Regions from separate parts of the Arachis hypogaea genome. Here region 1 is linked to region 2. Evidence: chromatin contacts called from public Hi-C data. All regions are on one chromosome and are shown on one strand. Each heading gives the region's core, a stretch centred on a gene start, on an enhancer-like site or on the middle of the called end of the contact. The rest is flanking DNA. Distances are from core to core; before and after follow the strand shown. Region 1 holds the start of LOC112707387 (squamosa promoter-binding-like protein 1). Region 2 has its middle 16 kb from the start of LOC112707363.

Region 1 (4,650 bases), core at 2,079-4,578, 39 kb before region 2:
CAAGCTGGATCCGAGGTTACAGGAGAGCTGCAATATTGAAATAGTAATAAGCACGTCTAGATTTTTCTTCTTTTTTTTTTTCCTTTTCCTTTCAAATGGTATCATCCAGCAACCAACATTTGTGGTTTATAACAAACAATACCTCCTCCCATGCAGATTTCTCGAGGCGGAGATATATTGTTAATACGATACAGCCTGGCCTTATATAGCTCTCAATCTCGGTAGGACTGTGTGATAACCAATTGAGGATCTTGAAAACAAAAAGGATGCCATAAATTAAACACAGCATGAAGAAGCAGTGCAGTGAAATTGTTTGTAGCAATTTTATGAACAGAAAGTACCTGTGATCGGAGAACATGGGGAAAATCACTTGGATCCTTGCCAAAGAGTTTGAAAACTATTCGATCTGTGCGAGACTGTAAGAGGTAAAAAAAATGTCAATAAGTATGAATCCTATTATACTAAAACTATCAAAACTGGAGTTAAACACCAAGAATAAGTAGATGAACTTAAAATATAGACCTAAAGAACATACCTGAGCTTCTCCACTAGAACTAGATGGTGACTGGGTGGAGGTTGAATCTGAGTTTATACTTGTCTGCGGTGGACTTGATTTGAGAGAGTTACATTGCAACCACAAAGGATGATCAAGAGACCTAACCTCTCCCACGGGAGCAGAAGACGACTTAGGATTCTCGGCACAATCCTGTGTATCATCATATACATTATTCAGGTCGATGTTATTTAAGTGATCCCTTCCAACGCTAGTATCTGCTGCAATTAACTGGGATGGTTGGCTATCCCTCGATAGAAGTACATTTGAGGAGGGCTGGATTCCCGAAGGTTTCAACTTTGCCACTGCACCATGACTTAAAGGTACGCATTTCTCTGTGACAGCATTCAAAGGTGCTGCCTCACACTGTACCATAGACCTTGGAGGATCCTGCCGGATGGCACCATTACCCGTCTTGATGGGAGAACCAGAAGGCCTTGAGGCTTCAGGACCATTTGAATTAAGATTTGGCACATTGAGCGCAGCTTCAGGTGTCCTAGAATTTACCAAACCTTGAGATCCCTCCAGCAAAGAGGCTATACTTCTTTCATTAAGTGTACCCGCCAGATTTGCCAGGTTCCCCAGTAGATGAGAGAGAATATCCTGGTTCCTTGTATTATCTGACCCGTTTGCTGCAATTTATAGAAAGCACAATCTGTGGGGTCAAATAAATATGGTAATGGTCACATCAGAATGAGGGAAGACGAGGCATAAATATGAAGTTTCAACAGCAGAGACATAACATATTAGAACCTAAAAAAACAAGCAATTTCATTCTTTTTCAAGAAATGTTTCAGCAGAATAAAGCCTCGGGTTTCTAGCTTTGCAATAGGAGTATGCCCAAAGTCAGAAGGAGGCACGGGCAAGTAAATAACGAGAACTATGGCTCTAAGTATGGCTCTCTTAGAAAAGACCATCAAAAGCGAATCACTATCATACATTTTGATCAGATACTTGCATGTTGCGAATCATTTCAATCTGGTTCGATGAGATGTCAAAGACCAAGTGACTAGCTCCCCTTGCCCACACAATTTTCCTACATTCTAAACTATCTTCCCTTCGCTATGCAATCAAGCCATACATCTTAACCCTGGATGTTATCTATCTCTACTAGCAACAACCTCAAATACGGGTACTGTTTATAAGATTTTAGTACTTTACCAGTACACTCAAGGAATACAGGTAACTAGCTTGATCATAACTTGATCCAGTTTCACAGCACACTAACCAAACAACTAAATACAAAGGCATTCCAAGCAGAAACACTAACCAAACAACTAAATACAAAGGCATTCCAAGCAGAAAAGACTTTTGATGACACAAATACTCACAATGCATATTGGACAGTATCCGTAACAAACTCATCAACAGATAGCTACTACCCCTTTCACCATTCAGAGAACCTCCATTAACTCCAGCTGCATCAGGATGCGTTTTCCTCCTCCTCCTATTGTGGCCTGCCAGACGCCTACGACAACTCCGCTTCCCTTCATCAAACTCCTCAAGCGCATGAAACCTGCCATTAATTTAGCAAGTTGGCATCCAACTTCAGTACTAAAGTAAATGCCCTGGAAAATTTTCCTTTTTTTCAATCAAAACAAGTTCTTTTGAACAACTTCCACTTAGTAGTAATCAACTAAAGTTCTTAAAAAACTTGACACAGCACAGACACCTGACTACTCATTATTTTGATGATCATGTAACAAATCTGAAATCTGAATCTGAAAGAATTGATCAACCAAACTAACCTGCTACACTGTTGACAAAACCGCTGCATAACATTTCCCACAAGGGCCTTAGTAGCTTTAGAATGCACATCACAAACTTTATGTCGACGGTGGTAATCCTTTGCACCACTAAGATCAACCCTACAATCTTGTACCTGACAAACTGCACGGTTAGAAGTTGTAGCAGCTGTCTCTACTACCTTTGTCTTCTTTCCACTTTTCTCATCCCCTTCCACCATGATTGGGTAAACCTGAGCTCCAAGATTCAAATTAAGAGAACTACCACCACCACCTCCTCCTCCTCCTTCATCATTCAGCTCCTCCCTTTCTTCGCCTTCACCTATTACAACAGCTCTTCTCTTCTTCTCCAACTCTCTCTTCCCTTCTTCAACAGGGTTGATTGAAGAAGAGATACTGTTAGATGCATTAATAGCATTATTATTTGCATGAATCTCAGGATTTGGTGGGAAAAATTGGCGGCTTCTACAATCTGATGGAACCGAATTGAGTTGTTGAGCAGTGAAGAGATCACCGTCCCATCTCCAATCGTTCAAATCCCACTCCAAACTCCTCTTCCCAACACCTTTCATTTCTGGAACCACAGCTCCATATAAAAACTGATTCTTTCCCCCAAATCTGGCTTCCATAAATCAAAATCCAAGAAAATTAACAATACCCAGTTCAATGATTGATGCAACAAAGGGTCACAGACAAACAAAAATTCCCAATTCCAGCACCCACCTGCGGAAACCACATCAGGAAAGAACAAAATACAAAAGGGTCACAACCTAGAACATCAAAATTGGAACTTGTTTGAGCATTTTGACTCGAGCATGAAAATTTTTTACATGGGAGAAGAAAAGAGGAGAGAGAAAAGGGTGAGAAAGAAGGAAGATGGAAGTGCTGGGCTTAAAAAAGGGACAAGGATGGAAAATTAGGAGAAGATTAGGAAAGAGTCTGATATGCGTTATTGCGATTATCAAATTGAGGTTTCTGTTTCTGTTGTGCTGTGATGACTGCTCTCAGACACGGACAGTTACTGTAGCACACTATAACCCTTTTTTCTTTTTTCTTTTTTCTTTTTTTTTTCTCCCTAATTTCTTGTAGTCAATTTTTTTTTAATTCTTAAGTAAACTATTAAAATGGCATCTGAAATGACAAAAAATTTTAAAGGACACTAACAATAAATAAACCTCTGCAAATTTTAGAAACATGATAAAAAAATATATATTAAATATTAAATATATATTTAAAAACAATTTTAAAAATTAATTTAATTATAAATTTTTGCAATCATAATTAAAAAAATAAAATTTTTTATTCTTAAATTTTAATTTTTTTGTCAAGTGAATTTTTTTTAAAAAGAATTTATTGTGAATAATTATTTTTTTTGAAAAAAAAACTTAGATATCAAATTTTGTTTTAATTTTTTTTGTGCACTTTCTAAATATTTATTCAAATATTACCACAAAAATTTAGACTTAATGAATAAGTCGTTTGTTAAATATAAAAGTTTTTATCATATTTTCAAAAATTATAATATTTATTGGTTCTTTTTGTCGTATTTTCAAATCATTTAGAAATTGTTTTGTTGATAAGTCAATAACATCTTTCATAAACCTTTTTGTTAATGACAGAATCTTTCGAATATTGAATTAATAGTTAACTTTTTATGCTTTTCCAAATATTACAAAATATATTATTATATAATATTATATAATAAATCTATTATGTAGTTTTTATTTCATTTCTTTTTTATATTTATATTTTATTTTACTCATTTTTAATTAGTAAAATATTTTTATGATATTTTTAGGATAAAATATCTTTTTATTTTTAAAATTTGTCAAAAATTTAAAAAGTATTACCTCGAAATGAAGTTTTAAATTTAATGTATGCAGATTTAAATTATATTTTGTATAAAAAATGATTGAAGAAATGAGGTTGTTTCGATTTAAGAGAGACAATTTTATTTTAGAGAGAACTAATTAAATTTTATTATTTTGTATAAATTTTAAAAGAAATTAAAATTAAATATTAAAATAATAAATATCGTATTTAGTCTCACATTATTATTTATGATATATAATTTTATAAATACAGATATAGTATTTTATAAAAAATTAATTTTGATATACCGTCAGTGTAAAGTAATATGTACGCCATATATAAAAATACTTGCCTTTCATATTAACTGCATAAATAATCATCCAAAAGAACGATATAATTATACGATTATGTAATATGTTTTACATTGTCAATCTATTAAAATTAAACTCATTTATAATATCTAAAATAAAATTGAACTGAAATCGAATATTAAAAATAATGTTTATGTTAAAAATTCCTTGTTTAAGAGACATAATAATT
Region 2 (4,745 bases), core at 263-2,762:
ATATAATAAAATTAAGATAAATATTTATAAAGTAATTATTTATAAATATTATATAAGTTTATTTATTTATTTTTTTAATAGTGTTTAATTTAAAGTAAAGATAAAACATTATATATATTCAAAATATTCTTTAATTTTATGTATAATTCTAAATTTTATATTCAATTTATTAAATTATTTTTATGTTTTTTTAAATTATTAATTTATACTTTATTATATTTTTTATTGTATTACACACTATTATTTTTTCTTACTATTATTTTCTATACACATGTCTGTCATTGTTTTATCGCAATTGTTATATTGTTTTGTTCTTTTTTTTATTTTCTTTTTCTTCTCCCATCTTTTCTTTAATTATCACCAAGTACCATTATCACAATTTTATATCTTGTTTATTATTTTGATCTATAATTATTTTTTTTGTTAACTTTTATGAGTTGTTAAAGTGTTATTAAAAAAATTTGTTTTTGTGTCTTTTGAATATTTAAATGTATAAAAATAATATTTTAATTTTTATGTACTTGTATTCTATTAATTATTTTATTGAAAGAGTTCGATACTATCTTTATCGAAAATATTATTTTTGATATAACATTAACGCTACATAAACAAAAATAATTATCTTCAGCGGCAGAGCTACATAGAAAAAAGGAGGAAATTGCCCCCTAATTTTAATTTTTACATGTAAATTTTAGTTTAGTTCTCCTTAAAATTTTATTTTAATCTTATTTTATTGTGTAAATATTTTTTGTCACCCTCTAATATTTTATTTAGTTCTGCTGCTGATTATCTTTCACATTAATTACATGAATGGTCATAAAAAAAAACAAATATAATTATACGATTATATTGTCGATATACAAAATTAAACTCTTTATTATTATTTTCTACATTGAATTTATAAAGATATATATCAATAGATATATTAGTACCTATTAATATATTAAATATTAATAATTATAGCAGTGTCTTCACGTGGAACAAATTGAAATTTGCTTTATGGTGAGAATTACATTGTAATTAAAGTTAAGATCTCAACCACAACATAATTCAATATGTTAGAAAAGGTGGATAGGGGGTTGGCCAGAAACCTTAGAGAATACATGTTATTTTCGAAAAATTGAATTTAAGATATGACGCTTAACTGATCGGAGCAACAACTACTTGTGTTAAATTGTTTTGAAACACGATGGTGCATATTATGATAAAGAGAAAAAATAGTAAAGAGATAAAATTTTTCTTTAATAAATAATTAAAACTTATTTAAGAGAATGTGTCATTTTAAAATAAATTATACATTTCTTTTCATTTTCTCCACACACAAACTTTTTTATTATAGGATTGTCCTATTATATTACAAACTCTTCACACCTCAATGGTTTTCTGATTTTTTTTTTTCAGTTTTTTCTTGGACAAGTTTTCAGTTTTTTCTTCTTTCCTTGGGTGAATCAGGGCCTAAGCCCAAATTGTTTTCAAATTCTACAACTCGCCCAAAGTAATTACCAAAAAGAAAAAGAAACCCAAAGTGATATTGTAATTTAGGTCCAATATAATGAAGACTCAACTCTATGAGTCGGTCCCTTTAATGAAAACTAAAAGGTTGGAAATATGAAATATCTAGTATTAGATTGTACTTAAGTCCAAAAATATCAGCCCATTCAAATGTACAAAAAAAATAAACCAACTTAGATTGATCGAGTGGTTAATTTACTTTTCCGTTTAAAAAAATATCGAGAATTCGAATCTTGCTATGAACAACAAAAAAGATCCCAAAAAAATAAAAAAATTTATAAATTAAGAATAAGAGACGACAAAAAAGATAAAAATTGATAATGGAACTAAAAGTAAAAAATTATGGAATTAAATGACTTATTATTAGTCACTTTATTATTATTTACAAGTTTAATTTAAAAAAATTGAAGGAACTAGGAGGACATGCTCAAGTACATTGATATTCTTTTCACTTTTGATTCGGGTCATAAAATTGCGTTATTCATTACTTCATATAATGGGACTAAAAAAAAGTTTAAAATACTAATATTTTTATTAAAATTTCATTCTCATTTCTCTTTTCTCACTTTATATCACATTCTCTAATCTTTTTAGGAATATCTATTATCAATTATTAAATTGTAGCGAACAAGATTATAAGAATCGAACCAATTATTGAATCGGTTAAATAACTGGTTCAATAGTTCAGTGATCTAACCGTAGTCGAATCGTAATAGAACCAGTTTTGTTAAATATAAAATAAAATTATTAAAAATATAATATAAATCTTTTAAAATTTAAATTCAATCATTCATATAATAATAAATTTTAAAATTTCATAACCCATCCACTAACTGAACTATATCTCATTTCATCATTAAAATTCTATATTCAAATTCAAACATCAAAATTTATAACTAAAAGAAATCATGGCATAAAATACTATATTCATATTCAATAGACAATCACCAACATCGATAATTACTTAATTAGACAAAATTCACTCAATTAATGCCAAATTACCTATTAGAAATTGCTATAAACCAATCTCAACAGTAACATTTTTTCAAGATGTGCAAAACAAACCATTCCCTGTCCCTTAAAACCCAACTTCATGTTTCAGAAAAAATATCCTAATGATTTAGGACATTAAAGAAATATTCTACATAGTCAATAATAATTTAGAAATTAAAGAAAAAATATTTTTATCATGTATTTACCTAAATCACTAGAATATTACAAACTTTTATAGTACTCATAACATCTTTTAAGCCATTTTTTAAAAATTATTTTGTATAGAATAAAATATTTTTTAATTGTTTTATATGGAATAAAATATTTTCTTTCATTTCTAAAATATTATTGACTATGTAGAGTATTTTATTTAAAATTTGAGTACATACATGTATTTACCTAAGTTATTAGAATATTACAAATTTTTATAGTACTCCTAACATTTTTTAAACAATTTTTTTTAAATTGTTTTGCATAGGATCAAATATTTTTTGTAGTATAATTTAAAAATATTTATTAAAAAATTTTAGTAAAAAATATTCATGAGCTATTAAAAATGGACAAAAGAGTAAAGTATGGAATTCGAATTGATAGCTCATTAATATTTTAAAGAAGTCTCGTAATTAAATATTTCGTTAGCTTTTTTTTAATGTATAAAATAAAATATATATTTTTTATTTTTAAATTATTAATTTTTTAATAAGTGTATAATTCGAACCAGTTGGTTCGAATTAGTGTGTGCGTGTGTTTGTGTATAATTCGAACCAAGCTGGTTCGAATTAGTATGTGCATGTATTTGTGTATAATTCGAACCAAGCTGGTTCGAATTATATAGAAATAGAGTTCGAATCAGGGTCGTTCGAACTACATATAAATGTGCATTGATGGATTCACTAAGTAGATTTTGATTTGGCGGATTTGTGTAAAATTTTGCTGCTTTTGGTTTATTATTGTGATTTGCCTTATTAATTAAGTATATCATAAAAGATAATATTTTAATGCTTTTGATATATTTAATATATTAAAAATATAAAAAAATTATTTTTACAATAAATAATATTAAAACATTTTTTTATGATATGTTTATCCAATACTCACGTATGATAACAAAATCCTCTTTTATTGTCAAATAATTTTTATTTTAAATTTTCTTGGCACCAAAGTCAACATATTATTAGCATTAGCCATACTATTGGTTTTATCTAATAGTATTACAGAGTTCATTTAAAATAGTAATTAATAATTACTAGAAATCTTGAGTTTTAGACTGAATGAGATGTGAAGGGGACCAAATATTTGATGAGAATTGAGATGCTATATGTAATGCATTCATATGTAATTATGTACAGCATTTTGTCCAGCACACTCAACGATGCTTCCTTTTTATAGCATTTGTCCCTTCTCTCGCCTAGAAACCGTGCATGTAATTGCATGTATTAAATGAAAAAAAAAGTGTTTTATATGAATATTTGTTTTTTAATTAAAAATAAAATGAAATTTAGTGAGCAATAATATTTAATATTAGAGTAAATATTTTTTTCGGTCCCTAACTTTTTACTTGAAAAATAACGTACATTTTAATCTTTTTAATATCTCATTGTAAATACTTTGCGTGGCTGGATGAGTATGTTGTTTTCTTTGGTGTTGATGAAATGTCCACAAAATATGAAATTGTAGACTCAATAAAAAAAGATAGAAGAAAAGATTGCAAAGCTGGAGATTAAGATTGTTAGATACAAGAATATGAATATTTTAGTAGTGGTGTTAACATGTACAAAGTTGTCGGGATTATTTTCATATGCATTGTATTAACAATGGAGTTTAGTTCAGTTACTAGTTGATGATATTAGAAGAACTTCTCAGTGCTTTGTTAATATTATTTTGTTAATTGTGTTTTGTTTGTAATTTGTGCTACTTGGATAAATGAATATAGTTTTTACTATGTTACTGTGATAAACTATGTTCTTAGATTAATTGACAATTTCTAATTATTTATCTTCTGCCTTTTTTTTGGCTGCCAATTAGAAATTTTAGGAGCTCCTTTATAGGTTTTGTAATAATGACCTTTTTTTCACACTTGTTGTAGGTAACTTGGAAGGTTCTCCTTATTTTGTCTTCATTAGCTAGTGGAAGAGGTTGAGCAGCTTCTATTCTTTTCATCCTTGGTCTACTTGCAGGCCTTAAAATTCTAGGAGCCTTAGGCTTCAACAAATTAGTTGGCTCCCAAAACTTTTTACTAT

The links. Hi-C and Micro-C count contacts between places; a contact is called where the count stands out from the background.
Region 1: a contact with region 2 is called in a Hi-C map of leaf, with 1.7 times the contacts expected there. The contact joins the promoter of LOC112707387 here to the enhancer-like site in region 2. A contact is called at or near these places in 3 of 8 Hi-C or Micro-C datasets (all in leaf).

The regions. Positions count from the first base shown.
Region 1 is chr1:106,135,616-106,140,265 of arahy.Tifrunner.gnm2.J5K5, reverse strand. It overlaps LOC112707387 (squamosa promoter-binding-like protein 1), which reads right to left and starts at 3,328. Exons shown (of 10, transcript XM_025759105.3): 1 at 2,302-3,328; 2 at 1,885-2,069; 3 at 536-1,185; 4 at 342-416; 5 at 143-250; 6 at 1-27. The coding sequence starts at 2,927.
Region 2 is chr1:106,094,923-106,099,667 of arahy.Tifrunner.gnm2.J5K5, reverse strand. No RefSeq gene overlaps it. Among protein-coding and RNA genes, the nearest start is that of LOC112707363, 16 kb to the right of the region's middle. Within about 2 kb of position 1,512, at least 3 of the 3 cell types and tissues checked have open chromatin away from gene starts, as enhancers often do.